Regions from separate parts of the Gossypium hirsutum genome. Here regions 2 and 3 are each linked to region 1. The links are chromatin contacts, called in public Hi-C maps. All regions are on one chromosome and are shown on one strand. Each heading gives the region's core, a stretch centred on a gene start, on an enhancer-like site or on the middle of the called end of the contact. The rest is flanking DNA. Distances are from core to core; before and after follow the strand shown. Region 1 holds the start of LOC107886521. Region 2 holds the start of LOC107886515 (pentatricopeptide repeat-containing protein At3g04130, mitochondrial). Region 3 holds the start of LOC107886513 (glyceraldehyde-3-phosphate dehydrogenase, cytosolic).

The links. Hi-C and Micro-C count contacts between places; a contact is called where the count stands out from the background.
Region 2: a Hi-C map of leaf shows a contact between it and region 1, with 2.5 times the contacts expected there. The contact joins the promoter of LOC107886515 here to the promoter of LOC107886521 in region 1. A contact is called at or near these places in 8 of 34 Hi-C or Micro-C datasets (callus and leaf).
Region 3: a contact with region 1 is called in a Hi-C map of leaf, with 2.4 times the contacts expected there. The contact joins the promoter of LOC107886513 here to the promoter of LOC107886521 in region 1. A contact is called at or near these places in 2 of 34 Hi-C or Micro-C datasets (both in leaf).

What each region holds. Positions count from the first base shown.
Region 1 is chrA03:93,207,939-93,211,302 of Gossypium_hirsutum_v2.1, reverse strand. LOC107886521 reads left to right here and starts at 1,481. Exons shown (of 5, transcript XM_016810510.2): 1 at 1,481-2,154; 2 at 2,911-3,067; 3 at 3,321-3,364. The coding sequence starts at 2,057.
Region 2 is chrA03:93,391,054-93,394,224 of Gossypium_hirsutum_v2.1, reverse strand. LOC107886515 (pentatricopeptide repeat-containing protein At3g04130, mitochondrial) reads left to right here and starts at 1,726. Exons shown (of 3, transcript XM_041098581.1): 1 at 1,726-1,923; 2 at 2,629-3,171. The coding sequence starts at 2,671. LOC107886514 (glyceraldehyde-3-phosphate dehydrogenase, cytosolic) reads left to right here. Exons shown (of 12, transcript XM_016810501.2): 7 at 1-186; 8 at 273-376; 9 at 466-608; 10 at 703-786; 11 at 880-969; 12 at 1,062-1,312. The coding sequence ends at 1,113.
Region 3 is chrA03:93,428,580-93,431,761 of Gossypium_hirsutum_v2.1, reverse strand. It overlaps LOC107886513 (glyceraldehyde-3-phosphate dehydrogenase, cytosolic), which reads left to right and starts at 1,782. Exons shown (of 11, transcript XM_016810498.2): 1 at 1,782-2,020; 2 at 2,133-2,165; 3 at 2,274-2,374; 4 at 2,459-2,574; 5 at 2,665-2,764; 6 at 2,846-3,053; 7 at 3,140-3,182. The coding sequence starts at 2,017.

The sequences.
Region 1 (3,364 bases), core at 232-2,731:
TTAAGTATTGATTGAGGTAAAAAAAATTCAAGGATTAAAGTGAAAAAAATGTTAGAAACTAAAATAATTCACGAAAATTGTTATCATATTGCTGAATTTTAAAATTTTTTTAATATTGAATTTTAAGTTTTAAAACATCAAAATGAATTGAATAAATTGTTGAAATTTTTTTACCCATTGATAATGTCAACCAATTTGTTACTATGATGTTAAAATTAATTAATTTAATATCCTTTTAAATTTTACAATTTTATTTTATTTTTCTAGACTACCTTACTGAAATTAAATCAAATGATTTATCTTTAAGAATTATCTATAAAACTTAAATTTCTTTTGATTATATAATCTTGATGCTAAGCTAAAAGTAAAGGAAAAATACTTGTAATTAATTTAATTAATTGCTTGTTCTTCGTTTGGGTAAATAAGTGAAGAAAAAATTATGAGTTTTGTTTAGAATGGGAGATAAAATTAAATAATTGTTAGGATTTTTTTATTTTTTTTTTACTTTTAGCTTAGCATGGAAGATTCAAGATCATATAATTAAAAGAAAATTGGGTTTTGTAGACCAAGTGTTAAAGACAATAATTTTCATTGATAATTTTGTAAAATAATTTGAAAACATCAAAATAAATTAAATAAATTATTGAATTTTTTTATCTATTGATAATGTCAGCCGATTTGTTATTATAATTTTGAATATTAATATTTAAAAATTTATATTTCAAAACTCAAATTTAGAATTTTTGGCAACGGGATAAACAAGTACAATTTGATAATTTTTGTGTATTGTTTTAATTTTTATCCTTTTTTCACTTTAATCTTTGAATTTTTTTACTCCAATCAATATTTGAAAAAGATTTTTTTTAAGTGATTAAAATGAAAGTACAAATAGTATAAAGTTAACTGCCGTTAGAGATTTAATGTTTAGTTAAGTTGGCTGACCAAATTGCAAGGATTTTATTTTAAGTGACCAAAATGAAAACGCCTTAAAAATTAGGTAACCAACTAGATAGTTTACCTTTTATTTTAATATCATATATATTTAATGTGTTATTATAATTAATTAATTTGAAACAAATACAATAGTGTGTTCATACATATTTCATACATAGATTATAAATATATAATTTTATAATACTATATTAAAAATGATAATGATTAAATTTATAATTTTAGCAGTTTTTTTTTAAATTTAAACAAAAAATTTTAAACTTTAAGTGAATTTAAGATTACGATAGAAGTCTCATTTATTTATATATTTAAAATTTTATTTATTTTATTATACCTAATAAAATATGTTACACCCTTAATGTTTGATGAAGTATAAAAACCTTCATAAGTGTGCGAGATAAATTTTTATTAAAAATTGTATACTAAATTTTTAACCCACAAATATAATTGAGATGTTTTTTTTTTTTGTGAAATACCATAAGAAAGTGTTCATATAATTGAGATATATGTATATATAAGTTTTTAAATTATTAGTAAGAGAAATGGAGGGTAATGATTTGAAAGAGTGTAGAATGGTTAAGACTATTCCGCGAGTTTAGTTTGACCCAAATTGGTAAAAACTTGCGGATGGGATAAGGAGGTGGATGGAGTAATGGATTGGAGGGGGTATATTCCAGAGATGATTAGGAACAAGAAGTGGCATATTCAGTTGGAACCTTGGAGATGGCAAAGACCGTTAGTTGTTTGTTGACATTGAAAACCCACAGCAAAAACATGCCATTATTTCCCACATTTCGCCTTCCATTCAATTCAAGCAAACCCCTCTCTCTCTTCCCTGCTTTCAAAAAGGATTCATCAAAGTCGCCACCTAATCCGCTCTTTCTTCATTCCTCCTATACATATACCCTTCCCAACATCCCACCTTTGATTTTTCCCCATTTCTTCCTTTTTTTTTCTGAATCTAATTATTGGTTTGGTTTTGTTTTGTTTCATCAATAAGATTTCAATATTGCTCCCCTCCCTTGATAACAAGGAAAGAATCTACATTAAACAAATCAAACCAACAATTAAAATTTGAATGAAATAACAGCTATTGTCTTTCCCAATGTCTTCCTCCTGGTCCTCCATTCTTACCAATTACCCTCTTATTTCTGCTTTTATTGCCTTCGTTATTGCCCAAACCATCAAGTTCTTCACCTCCTGGTACCCCCCTCTCTATTGATTATATATATTTTTACACATTTGTTTTGGCTTCAATGAATCTTAGATCTTTGTTTGTTTCTTTAATGGGTTTCTTTCTTTCTCCACCTTTTCTATTCCAATATTTGACAATCTTTTAAGGAGTTTTTAAATTGGATAATTGTTGTTTTGATGGAACAAAGGGTCTTCATATTTGTTTACTTCATATTTTGATTTGGTTTTTATATCTGGCTTATGTAATTGTAGATAATAACTAATTGATTTCAACTACCAAATATGCCAATGTCGACATTATTATTTTTATATATAGATCTTGGGGGTGTTTCATTGATTTGATCTGGTTCAGGAATACACCCAAAATTCAGCTATATTTTCAGGCATTTATATATATGTGTATATGTATATATCTTCGATTGGGGTTTCTTTGATTTTTCAAGATGTGATTCTGGTCAGCTCTTGCTTGATGCAATTCCTATTCTGTAATGATAGAATATTTTTTTAGTTTTAATGCTTTCTTTTACATTCTTTTCATCACTCATTTGGTAGCATTTTGTTATGAAATAGGGAAGAAAAACTTTGCACAAAGAACCATTTTGGCTACTAATGCAGATAATTGATAGATTACATAGACTTGGGGGTGGCAAGCTTGTGGAGCTGATTAATAGTGTGGCCGTTTTTGCTTTGCTATTTGCACGTGTTATTCTGTACACTTTATAATTAGTTTTGTGGTACAAATGTTAAAGGTTTAAAGTTTTGCAGGTACAAGGAAAAACAATGGGATCTCAAGCAACTAGTGGGATCTGGAGGGATGCCTTCATCCCATTCTTCTACAGTCACCGCTCTTGCTACAGCTATTGGGTTCCAAGAAGGTTTTGGAGGAGCATTATTTGCGACCGCATTAATCTTAGCCTGCATCGTATGTTCTTTTGTTTCTTGTTTTATGGTTGGCTCATAATCTATGTATAAAAGATCAAATTGTGTAGTCTGACATGATTTTAAGATGCTGCTTTCTTCATCCCTGCTGGTGCTAAGCTAGGTTCTCTTCTAATATCGATTTCTGATACCTGAGCAAAATGCATTATGAGTTACGATCATATGAGTAGGTTTCTCGTATCACTGGTACTGCCTACATCGTAGATTGAATTTTGATGTGTTGGATTGATTTGCAGGTAATGTATGATGCAACCGGTGTGAGATTACATGCTGGACGGCA
Region 2 (3,171 bases), core at 477-2,976, 180 kb before region 1:
TCTCTGGCCCTAGCAAAGATGCACCCATGTTTGTAATGGGTGTAAACGAGAAAGACTACAAGCCAGAGCTTGACATTGTTTCCAATGCTAGCAGCACTACCAATTGTCTTGCTCCTCTTGCTAAGGTTATCCATGACCGATTTGGAATCGTTGAGGGTCTCATGACTACCATTCATGCCATTACTGGTAATAAAGCTCTTTACCTTTTATTTAACTAATATCAAAATGGGTTAATGCTCGTATTTAAATAAACAAGTTATTTTGGTCAACAGCAACCCAAAAGAAAGTCGATGGACCGGTGCTGTCAAGGTATATTTTCAATCTGATTCTGATCAGTCCCTTCAACATCATTCCTAGCAGCACCGGTGCTGCCAAGGTATATTTTCAATCTGATTTTGATCAGTTCCTTCTTATTTTGCTATGCTAGTTCTTATATATGTACCCGATGGTATTGTGAATACGTAGGCTGTTGGTAAGGTTCTTCCTGCCCTCAATGGCAAACTAACTGGAATGTCATTCCGAGTTCATACCGTTGATGTATCAGTTGTGGATCTCACCGTTAGGCTTGAGAAATCTGCATCTTATGATGAGATCAAAGCTGCTATCAAGCAAGTTTTATCATAATAACATCATCTGTAGACACCATTGCTTTTCTGCTATATTATTATAAAATATCTCATACATGATCTCTAATGATTTCAGGGAAGAGTCTGAGGGCAAGCTTAAAGGCATTTTGGGTTACGTTGAGGAAGATGTTGTGTCCACTGACTTCGTTGGTGACAGCAGGCAAGTTAAAAACCATTATTTTTATTGTTTGTCAATGATGAGTTTTAGTGTTTGTTGCATTTATTTATAACAATTCCCTGAAATGGAACACAGGTCGAGCATATTTGATGCCAAGGCTGGTATTGCTCTAAACGGGAGCTTTGTGAAGCTTGTTTCCTGGTACGACAACAAATGGGGTTACAGGTAAAGAATGCTTTCCACTTTATTTCCTTTTTTGAAGTCTATGCCCTTTTTGAAATCCTGGTTATTTGATAAAGCTTGTCTTGTTTTTGCAGTTCTCGTGTGATTGATTTGATCGTTCACATGGCATCCACCAAAGCATGTTGACGTTTTTTGAAGGCCAGTGAAGAAGTTGTGTTTCTGGTTTAAAGAATATGAGGTGTTTGAGAGAAGCTTCTTGTTATATGGAATAAAAAACCCAATGATTTTACCCCTTGCATGTTTACATTTCTGCAGTTTTGAAGATGTAGTGAACAAGTTTACCAGTTTGATGTTATGAAGTAAAATGATGTTTATACATCAATCAAATTAGTGCTGTCGTTTTTTTCCCCTTTTAATTGGTGCTATTTGCTTTCAAGTTTACCCAATTGAATGAGAAGGGATATGGGTTTTCGAATGATTCGGGGCAACCCATTCGGTTTTCTCAATTTCATTTCAGTATCGCAGAAACTATGAATTAGATATGAATGTTCATTATAATTGTGAATTTATGAAGTTTTTTCTTTTACGGAAAAATAATTGCGAATTTTAATGATTTAAAAGAATAATATTTTGCAAACAAGTTAAGCGAGAACAATGAGCTTTCCTTAAATTATCAAGGCCCAATTTTGTAGTTGGGTCATAATGTACACTAATAATTGGATGGCTAAGAATGTAGTTTATCCAAAATTTATCAATACTAATTACTATCGAGATACTATCAATATGCAATTACCAAAACTGAGAATGCATATGAAGAGAAAAGTTGGGGCTGATGGCAGCGTTACCGCAAGCCCATGTAACTGCCTCATCCTTTCATTCTCTCAACAGAGTTGGTGATAGGCCCAAAACACACATCTACCCCTCGATAGTACATCTCCCAGTGTCCAGCCTAAGTGATGGATTTCCAACATCCTCCTAAACCTTTTTTTTAATCAGGTACACTATGTTGCATTTTAGTTTCTTATTTTATTTTTCACTTGTATAGCTGCAAATTTAACATTTAATATTTTTCCTATATGTATATATTTATAAAACTATTTAAGATTCAAATCGGCAAAACCCAAATCTCAATTTTAATTATTGAATATAATTGCTAAAAGAATACTTTTTATTTTTTTACGAACCCAGACTTTTGAAAATGATTTTAGATTTTCTATATAATTTTTGGAATCCGAGCAATGTCTTAGCCTTATATTGCATGTTACTCGAGAAGGTTTGTCTCTTTCAATTGTTGATTGCATTTTCTGTGCGCATGATGTTTTTCATGGCTTTGCCACTGGTCATGAGAAAACAACAATATGGATGGAAGATGTTTGATAGAATGCCTAAACCAATATGGAGTTCTTTAATTTCATTTATGCATTGTATTTTTTCTGTCATCAAATTTGTTCACATGTTTGCCGCATCATGGCTGCCTGCATATATGGGTTAACCGAGTAGTTAGCTATGCCAGCATTTCTTACCCAAATTCGGCTTGATACTAAATAAGTAAATAACAAGTGGTTATTGCACTGAATAAAAGAATAAGGGCTTAAGTGGGGAGTTTTCTATAGGTCGAGGTCATATTTTATTATTTTGCTGTTATGGATTATCGATGAACTAAGTAGAAAGGCTAATGCTTTTATTCATTTGGATATGCAGTTGTAAGGACCAAACTGAATTTTATTTTGAGGGCACTTCTCCATGATGTACCCTTTACAGAACTGCCTTAGAAGTATTTGGTTCCTTGTCAAACCATCAATATTATGTTCCCTTTTCCATGCTTCCCATGAAAGTTCCAGTCTTGCTCTGCCAGTGGAATCTTCTCACTACACTGGATCAGGTTCCGGAGCCATAGGACGTTGTGACGTTGACGTTCTCGTAAGTAAAGTTCATGCTGGGACCAGTGAGGATGAAGTCTTTCAGTGTCTCGTGAATGATGGAGAATGTAACTCCATACAGCTTTCCCATGATCTTATTGATAAGTTGCTGCACCGGTTCAGGGATGACTGGAAATCTGCATTGGGTGCTTTTAAATGGGCAGCATCTCGCCCAGACTATAAGCACTCTCATCAGGCATATGATACGATGGTTGATATCCTCGGTAAAATGAAACAAATGGATCGAATGAAGGACTTCTTGGAGGAAATGCGTCAAGGTCACCTTGTTACGCTTAACACGATAACCAAGGTTATGAGAAGGTTT
Region 3 (3,182 bases), core at 533-3,032, 220 kb before region 1:
TTGATTATATAATATTTGAATATTTCATCTAAGCTAAAATCAAAGAAAAATGATACTTGCAATTGTTCTTTGATAGGGTAAAGAAGTGATGGAAATAATTATTCATTTTGTTTGGCATGTAAGATAAAATTAATTAATTTAATTAATTGCAATGATTTTCCTTTACTTTTAGCTCAACATAATAACATTGAAGATCTAAATCACATAATAAAAAAAAATTGAGTTCCATAGATAACTAGTTAAAATAAGTTATTTGATTTTATTTTAATTTGAAAATATAAAATAAAATTTTAAAATTGAGAAGGAGATTAAATTAATTAATTTAAATATTATAGAAACAAATTGGCTTACACGTTCAAGGGATAAAAAAAAATTCAACAATTTATAGATTTCGATGTTTTGAAATTTAAAGTTTGAATATTTACAAAAATTATAACTTTTGACATGAGGCAAACAAATACAATATGACAATTTTAATGCTTTATTTTAGTTTTTATCGCCTTTTTTTTAATCTTTAAATTTTTTTTTACCACGATCAATATTTAAGGGATTCCTTTTAGGTGATCAAAATGAAAGTGACTTAGAAGTTGAGTGATTAAAATGAAAGTGGAAACATGATCTGATCATAAATTTAAAGCTTGTGTGACTAAAATGAAAACACCCTAAAAGTTGAGTGACTAATTGGGTGCTTTACCCTAGTTTAAATATGAGTTCGTACGGTCTTTTCGGCTTTGGCCTTAAGGTTGGACTAGTTAAATTGTGCTAAAAAACTAATTGAATCAACAATTGCATCGGTTGAAAAGATTTTTTATTTTAATATTTTTTTAATAACTTATTTGATTAAGTCGATAATATGATAGATTCAATTATCAATTTGGTTGTGAAAATCTTGATTTTGTTTGGTGATAGATGATAAATGACAAAAGGAAAAACAAAATTTTCTTTTATTGAAAATTGGACAAAATACAAAAAAAAGAAAAAGACTATTTCGAAAGTTCCATAATTTTTTCCTAAACGTAAGAACAAGATGATTTCGTGAATATTCTGCCTTAAATTCAAAAATGATGAAAAACATGCGTCAAAATGAAGAAAAAAAAAACCAGACAAAGGTCAGGCAAAGAACATGATGAAAGAAGCTATTTTGGATTTTTTTACACTTACACCCACACAGTTGAATTTTATAACCGAACCTAAATGGAAACAGAAAATACCGTAATTTTCACGCAGAGTGCGGCTCACGTGAGCCAGCTGCCATGCCCAAGCTCTCATTGCCATTGGGCACTGGGCAACTTTTCAAACCTTCTTTTCATTTTTTCTTTTTTGACTCCTCCAAAACCCAACGGCTTTGAGCCGCTGAATGTTCAAAAGGCTGAAAATTCCGATTCCCCTTCTCATTCAGGCAAGTGAAGGCTATCGTCTCCAACACTTTGTCCTTAAGCTTCTACCCTATATAAACAAGTGAAATCAGATCCCATTACTGCGCGTGGACATTCACATTTCTAACTCCTAAATTAAATACAGCGGCTAATACAGTAATACTAGATTCAAGACAAATTTTTGACACTCCCCCCCCCCCTTCTTCCCACAAAAAAAATTAAACACTATATTTTTAATAACTACAAAATAAATAAAAGTATATAGTAAAATGCATTTATTTATGCATAATACACTTTCAATAAAATATTTTTCCCTCATGTAATTAAAAAAATATTAATTTATATTAAATCACTGATGAAGGATTAAATCTACAATTTATCTTTTTCTTTGGGTGACAAAACAACGTTTCTAACTAAAATAAAACAACGGCTACCATCTCCACTTTTCTTTTGCCCCAAGGAAAATTAAACCCCGCTCATCACGTGACACGTCACGCTTCACCTAATTGATTTCTCCATCTCCACCCTTTAAATAACCTCACAATGCCCTTTTCTCTCTGCGCTAAATCTCACTATTAAACCTTCTGCTTAGCTTAAAAAATCTTGAATCTGCACTCTCCTACTTCCCTCGTTATCGTCAATGGGTAATTTACTTAATTTCTTATCTTTTTTTTTTTGTTGCAATTATTTGGTTTTGTTAATATGTTTTTTATTAAATTGAGTTTTCCTAATCGTTCGTTGACTTGATTTAAGCAGCTTCGGACAAGAAGATTAAGATCGGGATTAACGGTAATTATCAGATCTAATAAATTTACTTTGTTAGGGGGAAAATAAGTTAAATCAATGCTTAAAATGTTGAGTAGATGCTAAGCATGGGAAAAATTAAAAATGGTGCAGGATTTGGAAGAATCGGACGTTTAGTTGCCAGAGTTGCTCTTCAGAGGAACGATGTTGAACTCGTCGCCGTTAACGATCCCTTCATTTCCACCGATTACATGGTATTAACATTTTCAAAAAGCTTTGTTTGCCTCTACTTTTATTCCTTTTTTTTTGTATTAATTATATTGGCGGGGAAAATGCAGACATACATGTTCAAATACGACAGCGTTCACGGTCAATGGAAGCACCATGATCTTAAGGTCAAAGACTCTAAAACCCTCCTCTTCGGCGAAAAACCCGTCACTGTTTTCGGAATCAGGTAAATGATAGCCATGGAATCTCATTTCAAAGCTATGTTTATCAGTTTATTCCCCTTTTTTTTTTAAATTGTATTGTTGTGTGGTTTTAGGAACCCTGAGGAGATTCCATGGGCTGAAGCCGGGGCTGAGTTCGTTGTTGAGTCAACTGGAGTGTTCACTGACAAAGACAAGGCTGCTGCTCACTTGAAGGTTTCTCTTCTTTATATATATTTGCTTGAGTCAACTGGGGTGTTCACTGAAATTGAATGGAATTGATTGTTCGTTTTACAGGGTGGTGCTAAGAAAGTTGTGATCTCTGCCCCTAGCAAAGATGCACCCATGTTTGTAATGGGTGTAAACGAGAAAGACTACAAGCCAGAGCTTGACATTGTTTCCAATGCTAGCTGCACTACCAATTGTCTTGCTCCCCTTGCTAAGGTTATCCATGACCGATTTGGAATCGTTGAGGGTCTCATGACTACCGTTCATGCCATTACTGGTAATAAAGCTCTTTACCTTTTATTTAACTAATATTAAAATGGGTTAATGCTCGTATTTAAATAAACAAGTTATTTTGGTCTACAGCAACACAAAAGACCGTCGATGGACCATCAATGAAGGACTGGAG